Regions from separate parts of the Mus musculus genome. Here region 2 is linked to region 1. Evidence: chromatin contacts called from public Hi-C data. All regions are on one chromosome and are shown on one strand. Each heading gives the region's core, a stretch centred on a gene start, on an enhancer-like site or on the middle of the called end of the contact. The rest is flanking DNA. Distances are from core to core; before and after follow the strand shown.

Region 1 (3,974 bases), core at 616-3,115:
ATGAGCCTCCATAGCTAGGTTTATGCAATGCTGTGGATTAAACCTAGCGCTTCAACACAGTAGGCAGGCACTCCACCAACTGACTATCCTTGAAGGGCACCTTTAGCCTTCTGAGTCTGCCACTGCCTAATGGTGCAGTTGGAGGAGCTCCTTTAGGCTCTCTTCCTGCATGCCACGTCAGGGCTCCCGGCAAGCTTGCTTTAGCCCCAGAAGCTCGATATACTTGCTTTTGAGATCCCTGAAGCCGTTAAATGAAATGCCAATAAAATGCTATTTCTCGAGGATTGGGCTATGCCCCACCTATAACCTTAACTAAAAATGGTTCTGGACTATCTGTTCCAGGAAACAGCAACCGTGCCTCTGTTTCAGAAGGTTATTATGACCATCTGCTGTGACGCCTACCTTGTTATGACCCCCTTATTATGACCAACTTGAAATCATGCTTTTGTTTTAGGAGTATGTTATGGCCAACTTGTTATGCTTCTATTCTGCTTCTGTAACCCTGCCAATTTTGCCTGCCAAATCCCCTATTTGGAAATCCCCTACCCCTCAGAGCTAAAAACATCTTACCTTCCTCACATACAGTGTTGATCTCTTGAGCCCTGCCTTAAGAGGGAGACAGCCCAGCTTATGTACATAAATAAGAATCATAATTATAATAATAAAAGCTTGCTTTAATTGTTTGTTTTAAATAATCTGGCCATGATGATTTGAGTCGGTGGTCTTTCTCTTTGAATCGTTGAAAAGAACATGGCCTGCCTCAGTTTCCTTGTCTTTAAAATGACAATTTCACTGGAATCATCCTCATGAGGTTGTTTAGAGAATTACATGAATTATTAATATACAAACGCACATGTGACAGTAGTTAGCACATTGGCCAGAGTCGTAGGGATTTTATTGCTACGATGAAACATCATAACGAAAGAGCAAGTTGAGGAAGATTGGCTTACACGTCCATGTTGCTGTTCATCACTGAGGGACGTCAATGCAGGAACCCAATCAGGACAGGAACCTAAGACAGGAGCTGATGCAAAGGCCATGGGGAGATGCTGCTTACTGGATTGCTTCCCATGACTTATCCAGCCCCCTTTCTTACAAAACGCAGAAGCATCACTGCAGGGATGGCACCGTCTACCATGAGCTGGCCCCTCCCCCACTGATAAATAATTGAGAAAACGCCTTACAGCTGGATCTCATGATGACATTTTCTCAACTGAGGCTCCATCCTCTCTCAGGACTCTTGCTTGGGGCAAGTTGACACATAAAACTAGCCAGTATATCCAGAATCTACATAGGGCTCAGAAGCAGTCTCAAAGGCACAGCTTGCCCTGTGTCCAGAACTTTCTACTGTATGTAAAGCCTTCTGAGTTTGAAAATTGTTTAAAATGAGGCCACCTGAGTTGCTCTGTGCCTTGGAGAGGTGGAACCCCAAAACAGAACAGGCAGCAGGTGTCTTGTTCACTCAGCTCCAATGGCATGATTCCTTGGCTTCCTCTATAGGCTGCAATCCCACAGGCCTGAAACCCTACGGAAAAGAAGGGAGAGGCAGAGGAACTCTGGAGCCCTGTGCTGGTCTGAAACTGCACAGGCCTTGGAACACAGGCTCTGATGCACTCCCAGCCAGGCCAAAGGACAAAGCAAGGAAACCAGTTATCAGAACACCCAGCTGGCTCTCACTGGATGACTTCCTGCTTCTTGAGTTGAAAAGGCTGATGGTGTTCCTAGAGACAAGCAAGAGCCAGTTGTCACAGGAGAAGCAGCATGGCAGTGTGATTCAAGCTGTGACCTTTCAGAGACTCCAACTGTGTCTGGGTTTTCCATTTGCAAGCCCATAGCTAGAAACTCTACCTCCTCAGCAGAAAGTGTCCTCTTCCCAGCAGTTCTCCACTCCGGCCAGCAGATGGTGCAGTTTCCCCTGCGTTCCAGACAGTGTCTTGCTTTAAATCTGAAAGACAAATTGCCTATTTTGCTGGTAATATAAAAAGTAGAGGTCAAAATATCTTAGAGACGACAAGTTGAAAGATCTTTAAAACCTTTGCTTTTGTAGACACTAGATGAAATATGTGTTGTGATTTACAAAACTTTTATCTTATTATCTCAGCCCTCCCCCCAAAAAAGAAAAAGATCAAAATTGATTTTAACTTCCTTTTGGAAAAGGGCTTCAGCTGAGTCCTCCCTCTGTGTTTGACTGGCAGACTTTAAATTGAATTATTCGACTCTCTACTGTTGTATTGTATTACTAGTGTTTTAATGATATTGATAATGAGAAACAATAGAGTTTTACAGGCACTATCATGCTTTAGCCCCACAACACAAACTAGATGCCAGAATACACACTGATTGTATAGCCAAACCCTGAGGCTAAATCAGCACGCACATGCTTAGTGTGTCAGGGCAAGAGCTACTAAGAGTTAGTTTAATGAAAAGGTCGTTATCTTAAGTAAAAGCATGGTTGCCATCCCATTTAACTGTTAATTCTGCTATTTTCCCATGCCCTGGTTAGCTAAACTTAACACAAGACAGATTGTACACTAAATTACCAACAATGGCAGCTACAACGCTGGCAGCACTTACTCTGCATTGGGTGCTATGATGAAAGAAGCTTTAAAATCCCACAACAGGGCGCCATGGGGATGGCTCTGTAGTCAAAGCCCTTGCTCTGCAAGTGTGAAGATGCAGGTTCAGATCCCCAGAACCTATGCAGATGCCAGTTGAGTATGGCAATCTGCCTGGAAGGCAGGGTTTCCCAGCACAAGCTGGCTAAGGAGACCAACCATATAGGAAAGCTCTGGGTCTGACTGAGAGATGCTGCCTCAAGGTATGGTAGAGAGTATCTACCTCAGTCCTCAGGCCAACCCCCACCACACACACACACACACACACACACACACACACACACACACACACACACAAATGGAAAACCAGATTTGGTTACTTAAAATCCACAGCAGTGTTGGTGGGTAGGAACTGCCTAACAGTCATGTCACTGGTAAGAGAAATGAGGCCCAGTGAGGCTTAGTAATGTCACTTGCTAATTCCAGCACTCATATCTGCCACTTTCCTATTAGTGGCCTCCTGTCTTTCCTGTCATGGTTGCCTGACTGAATTTGCCTCTGTGTATTTCTTGGTTTCATGGTGGCATCTTCTTTAGCCTGAGATTTTCGCCTGGTAGGGCATTTTCTGGGTGGTCTGTTCTCTGTCTCTCTGCCTTTAAATGGGTTTTGCCTCTGAGCTTATGCCCACGCTGCCACTGAACAGTCCCAGTTGGTTAGTCTCCAGATTGATGCTACTAACAGACTTAATATCCCAAGATCACCTCATATTTCCACAGTATTAGAGACATCGACTATTTGGTGGTACAAATGGGCATGCAAGATGATTGTCTCAGTAGAGTGACCTCCTGTCTTTTTTTTTTTTTTTTTTTTTTTTTTTTGAGCATGTCTCTGCTCTGTCTCAGAAGCAAAGGAAACCGTGTTTCTCTCTCCAGTCAGGCAGAGACCTCTGAAGCTTCAGCTTCTACTTCAGCAAGGAGCTTCTTCAGGTCCTTACTCCCACCTATGCAGCTTCATTTCTGTTTGCAGACAGGACTTTGGGCTTCTGTTTGGAGGAGATCAGTACAACTTTGCAAATGGTGTTAAACTTCATTTAAATGAGTGGGTTTCCGTTGCTTGTTGTAGTTGTTATTTCTGGGTTTTTTGTTTGTTTGTTTGCTTGTTTGTGTTTGTTGTTTAAAATTTAAGACCTGGTCTCCTGTAAGCCAGGCTACCCTGACCTCATTATGTCAGAGAATGACCTGGAACTCCTGGTCTGCCTGCCTCCCCCTTCCGAATAGCAGGATAACAGACATGCACCGTATTCCTGGTTTATTTGCTACTGGACATGGAATCTGGGGCCTCTGCCATTCTGCCAACTGAGTTAAGCACCCTGCTCTGAATCTTTGGATGTTGAAAGTCTCTCTTTCTATATACAATGAA
Region 2 (3,974 bases), core at 546-3,045, 600 kb after region 1:
CATGAGAGTGGTCGTATGGTAGTAATAACCTAGGTCTCCCCCATCTCACAGGATCAATTATGGTGAGAAAATCCTCACATATCTGTCTTCCCCTGATCATTTCCTTCCAGATGTCATGCCCCCCCAACACACACACACACACACACACACACACACATACACAAGCAGCACATAAGCAGACACCCTATAATTTCCTGAAATTCTAGACTGCCTCATGTATCTTGTTATAGCAACAGAAAATACTAAGTCACATTGTTCAAAAATAATTCCCTCTCTCCAAATCACTTGAAAGGGAACTGTTAAGATCTAGCATGTTTGCTTAAAATGCAGCTATACTACCTAGGTTTCCAAAGTTCTTATATATACAAAATATACTCATATTTACAGAACTATAATCTTACATTTGTATGACAAAATCATTACATTGACATGTTATCAACTTGTTAAGAGAATTGTCACGCTCTGTGTCTTTTATAGAAGAAGGCTCATTCCCAGTGGACACAGTGATGATTATGTCATTTTGTGGGGTGTGTGTGTGTGTGTGTGTGTGTGTGTGTGTGTGTGTGTGTGCTCTTTCTTCTTTCAGTATCTTATAAACCATAAAAAGGTAGGGAGGATGCTGGTCCTTCCCCAAGGCCCATTTGTTGCACCTAATTCCAAGCCTAGCTCAAACTATATGGTCAGTAATCAAACATGGAGTGAAAAGAAAACCAAATCCACAACATCACAGCATTTTTATTTTATGGGGTGTGAGTGTATAAAAATTTGGATAAACATGACTTTGAGTCCTTGACACAGCAATAGAATGGAGACTAGAAATAGTCTTTCAGCATATTGGGTATATCATCCTTATTTGGAAGGTACTTTCAAGGTTGAATGTATGTCCATTAGCTAATGAATGGGTGAGAATGTTCAGTATAACTAACAAGGACTAATGAATTAGTGAAACTTTTCATGAGGTTGTTGGTTGATCAACAAGCTCTAGGTATCCCCTCCTTTGCTTCTATTTCCTAGCTTATTTCCACACTGATTTTTATGCATCTGTATTCAAAAGCTCAGGTAAATGAAGTGAAACTCTGGAGAATGATCAACACTAATAGAGTAGACTGAAAATTTTTAGACTGAAATTCCTACTGCTTAAAGTCACCATCAAACAAATTTTATTACATTTGAGCAATATTTAAAAGAACACCACACATTAATCTGCTCCTGAGTTAGATTGCTGGAGATAAATGAGATTCTGAAAGAGTAACTGAGGGAATTAATATGTAACCATCTACCCAGAACAGATTTTTTAAAAAGAAAATTGATTTTGTATCTAGAGAAATATAAAAGACATATTCATGCTATGAAACCAGGATGTAAAGTGGATGGACAGTGGAGTTGTATGGCAACTTAATGGTCTTTACTATCTGGTCTTTGTCATCATTGTGGTTCTTAAAACACCTAGAGTTTCAACCACTTAAGGATGAAGACATGAGCACTGGTACTGACTGTATAGGACACACAAATCCCAGGTACTCTCAGATCCAATATGCTTAGCCTAAGAGATCCAATATGCTTAGCCTACACAGTGAGTGACTCAGGCCTTCCTCAGGCCCTATGAGAGTACCACCTTCCATATTGGACAGAGATGGGGCAGGGGGAGGGGGTTGAAGACAGAAATCAAAGGAGCCTCACTACTTTCTGATGACACATATTTGTTCTCTGGTGCCCTGCCCTGCCCTGCCCTGCCCTGCCCTGCCCTGCCCTGCCCTGCCCTGCCCTGCCCTGCCCTGCCCAGCCCTGCCCTGCCTAGCCCTGCCTGACACAGCCCAGCTCAGCTCTGCTTTGCACCACTACACCACACCCAGACCCACCCTGCCCTGCCCTGCTCTCCCTGCTCTGCCACCTTTCCCTTGGAGAGGAAATATTGCACCCTAAGCAATGCAGTACGAAGCCCACTAAACTCCTGCTACACCCCTTCATGGGCTCTTCTTGTCCAGATGGATAAAGTAGAAAATCAGAGAAGAGGCAGAGGTAGGGAGAGGAGAGGTGAGTGGAGGGGAGGGAAAAGAAGGACAGGGGAGGGGAGAGATGAAAGGACAGGAGAATGAATGACCAGGAGGTTGTTCTGCATCTTAAGGTTCTTGCCTACTTCTAACCACTGTCATTAGTAAATAGAGCAAATCTGTGTCATCAGAAGTAGTGAGGTTCCTTTGATTTCTGTCTTCAACCCCTCCCCTGCCCCATCTCTGTCCAATATGGAAAGTGGTACTCTCTAAGGGCCCGAGTCACTGACTGTGTAGCATGGGTCACAAAAAAAGTAGGGCACACACTGGGCAATTCTAACTTCTAACTTCCCATCTCTCACCTTCATCGTAGCTACCCTGTTCTTTTTTTTTTTTTTAATCTTAAAAAAGGCAGCATTTTAAATGACCTAAATCTAAAAGTAGGTTACTTCCCACTTATAACTATTTCAACAGCATCTATAAAACCCCTACAGTTTCCATTTTCATGATTTTTTTCACCCCTCCCTCAACAAATAGAAAATCCCATAACTTGGTTGCCATTTGGCCTTGTATCACACTCCAAACCAGCTGGAAACCCAGGTCCTCATTATGGCAGATAATTCTTGCATCAACTATTTGTTCTAGGCTGATTTTACCACCACTGTGATGCAGCAGGTCTTCCCTTGTTTTGCCTGAAAAATTGGTTTAAGTGTGATCTGTCTGGAACAGATGCTACTCAAAACATGCACGGAAGCACACCTCAGTGAGGAATCCAGCTGCATTTCTGGAGAAACCGTGTTTAAACATAAGTTAATGTTTAATGGATATAGACCAAAACAGAAATAAGACAAAATACCAATGAAAAAGCCATATTTCCATAGTAAATGCTCAAGTATATTTGTCACACTTCACAGTTTGAATACGGTCTCTTAGGTACAAAGTCACTCAGAACAGGTGGTCAACCAACATCTTACTCTACACTCAAGAGATTTGTCCCCATTGTTCCACGTGATAACTCTAAATGCAGTTATTCTTAGATCACATTATAATTTAGCCAATGAAACATTTAATGAGTAGAAATTCAGTTTCTAGGCATGGGGCCCACACACACTACTATAGTATTTCATAAGTTTGTACTTAGATAGCTCACAGAGAGCACAAATATACACTGCAATGGCTGTGTTCATATATAATATACTCATAGATATGATATTAAGCTTGACCTCATATATACACCTTGCAAGGGTCTCTTTTATAACACTAGGTTTTGTCTCTATTTTTCCTGATTGTCTCATAGATGTACAAATACATTCTCTCTCTCTCTCTCTCTCTCTCTCTCTCTCTCTCTCTCTCTCTCTCTCACACACACACACACACACACACACACACACACGGTACCATCTACCACCATTTATTTCAAGACCTTAAATGTGAGGTGTGTGTGTGCATAAGTGTGCATGTATACCTTGAATTTTACAGTTGTATTGCTGTGACCTTTGTACTATATCATTTCACCTGCAGCTTAGAGTTTGTTTCTCTATAATCTCCGAAGTACAAAGAAGGCATTCAGTTAATATGAAATGATAAAGGTGGACGGGGCTTAAGGGATGAGATGGAGTGAAAAAAGAAATGAAGGAAGAGGAAAGAAGAAAAGGAAACAGAGAAGCCAGGAGATGGCAAAGTAGAGAAAACAGAAAAGAAAAGCTACTTAGGGAAAAACATACAACCCAAGAATGGCGGAGGACTCTGCAACAAGTAAAATGGTAAGTCAGGAATGCCATCACTAGGTAAAAAGCTAAGGATGGAAAATAGTAGAAAATGAGACAAATGTAAAATACTTTCAAAAGAAGTGAGCCGATTCCAAACCAGAGATCTTCAAAGGGAGCCTTTTCTTTACTTGTATCAGATTTAAAAAAAAAAAAAAAAAAATCAGCACCTAGGGCTTAGCAGGTAAAGGGTAAGTAACATTCTCAAAAGGCCTCC

What was found. A called contact is a pair of places that touch in the nucleus more often than the background predicts.
Region 2: a contact with region 1 is called in a Hi-C map of the MNK3 cell line, with 3 times the contacts expected there. The contact joins two enhancer-like sites. A contact is called at or near these places in 1 of 15 datasets of contacts at CTCF or cohesin (the NIH/3T3 cell line) and 2 of 484 Hi-C or Micro-C datasets (3T3-L1-derived adipocytes and the MNK3 cell line).

Annotation. Positions count from the first base shown.
Region 1 is chr14:9,391,761-9,395,734 of GRCm38.p6, forward strand. No RefSeq gene overlaps it. Among named protein-coding and RNA genes, the nearest start is that of Gm41097, 55 kb to the right of the region's middle. Within about 2 kb of position 1,866, at least 25 of the 459 cell types and tissues checked have an H3K27ac peak or open chromatin away from gene starts, as enhancers often do. A contact at or near this core is called in the MNK3 cell line, where this site is marked.
Region 2 is chr14:9,989,061-9,993,034 of GRCm38.p6, forward strand. All of the region lies in intron 2 of Fhit (fragile histidine triad gene), which reads right to left. Among named protein-coding and RNA genes, the nearest start is that of Gm41096, 460 kb to the left of the region's middle. Within about 2 kb of position 1,796, at least 5 of the 459 cell types and tissues checked have an H3K27ac peak or open chromatin away from gene starts, as enhancers often do. A contact at or near this core is called in the MNK3 cell line, where this site is marked.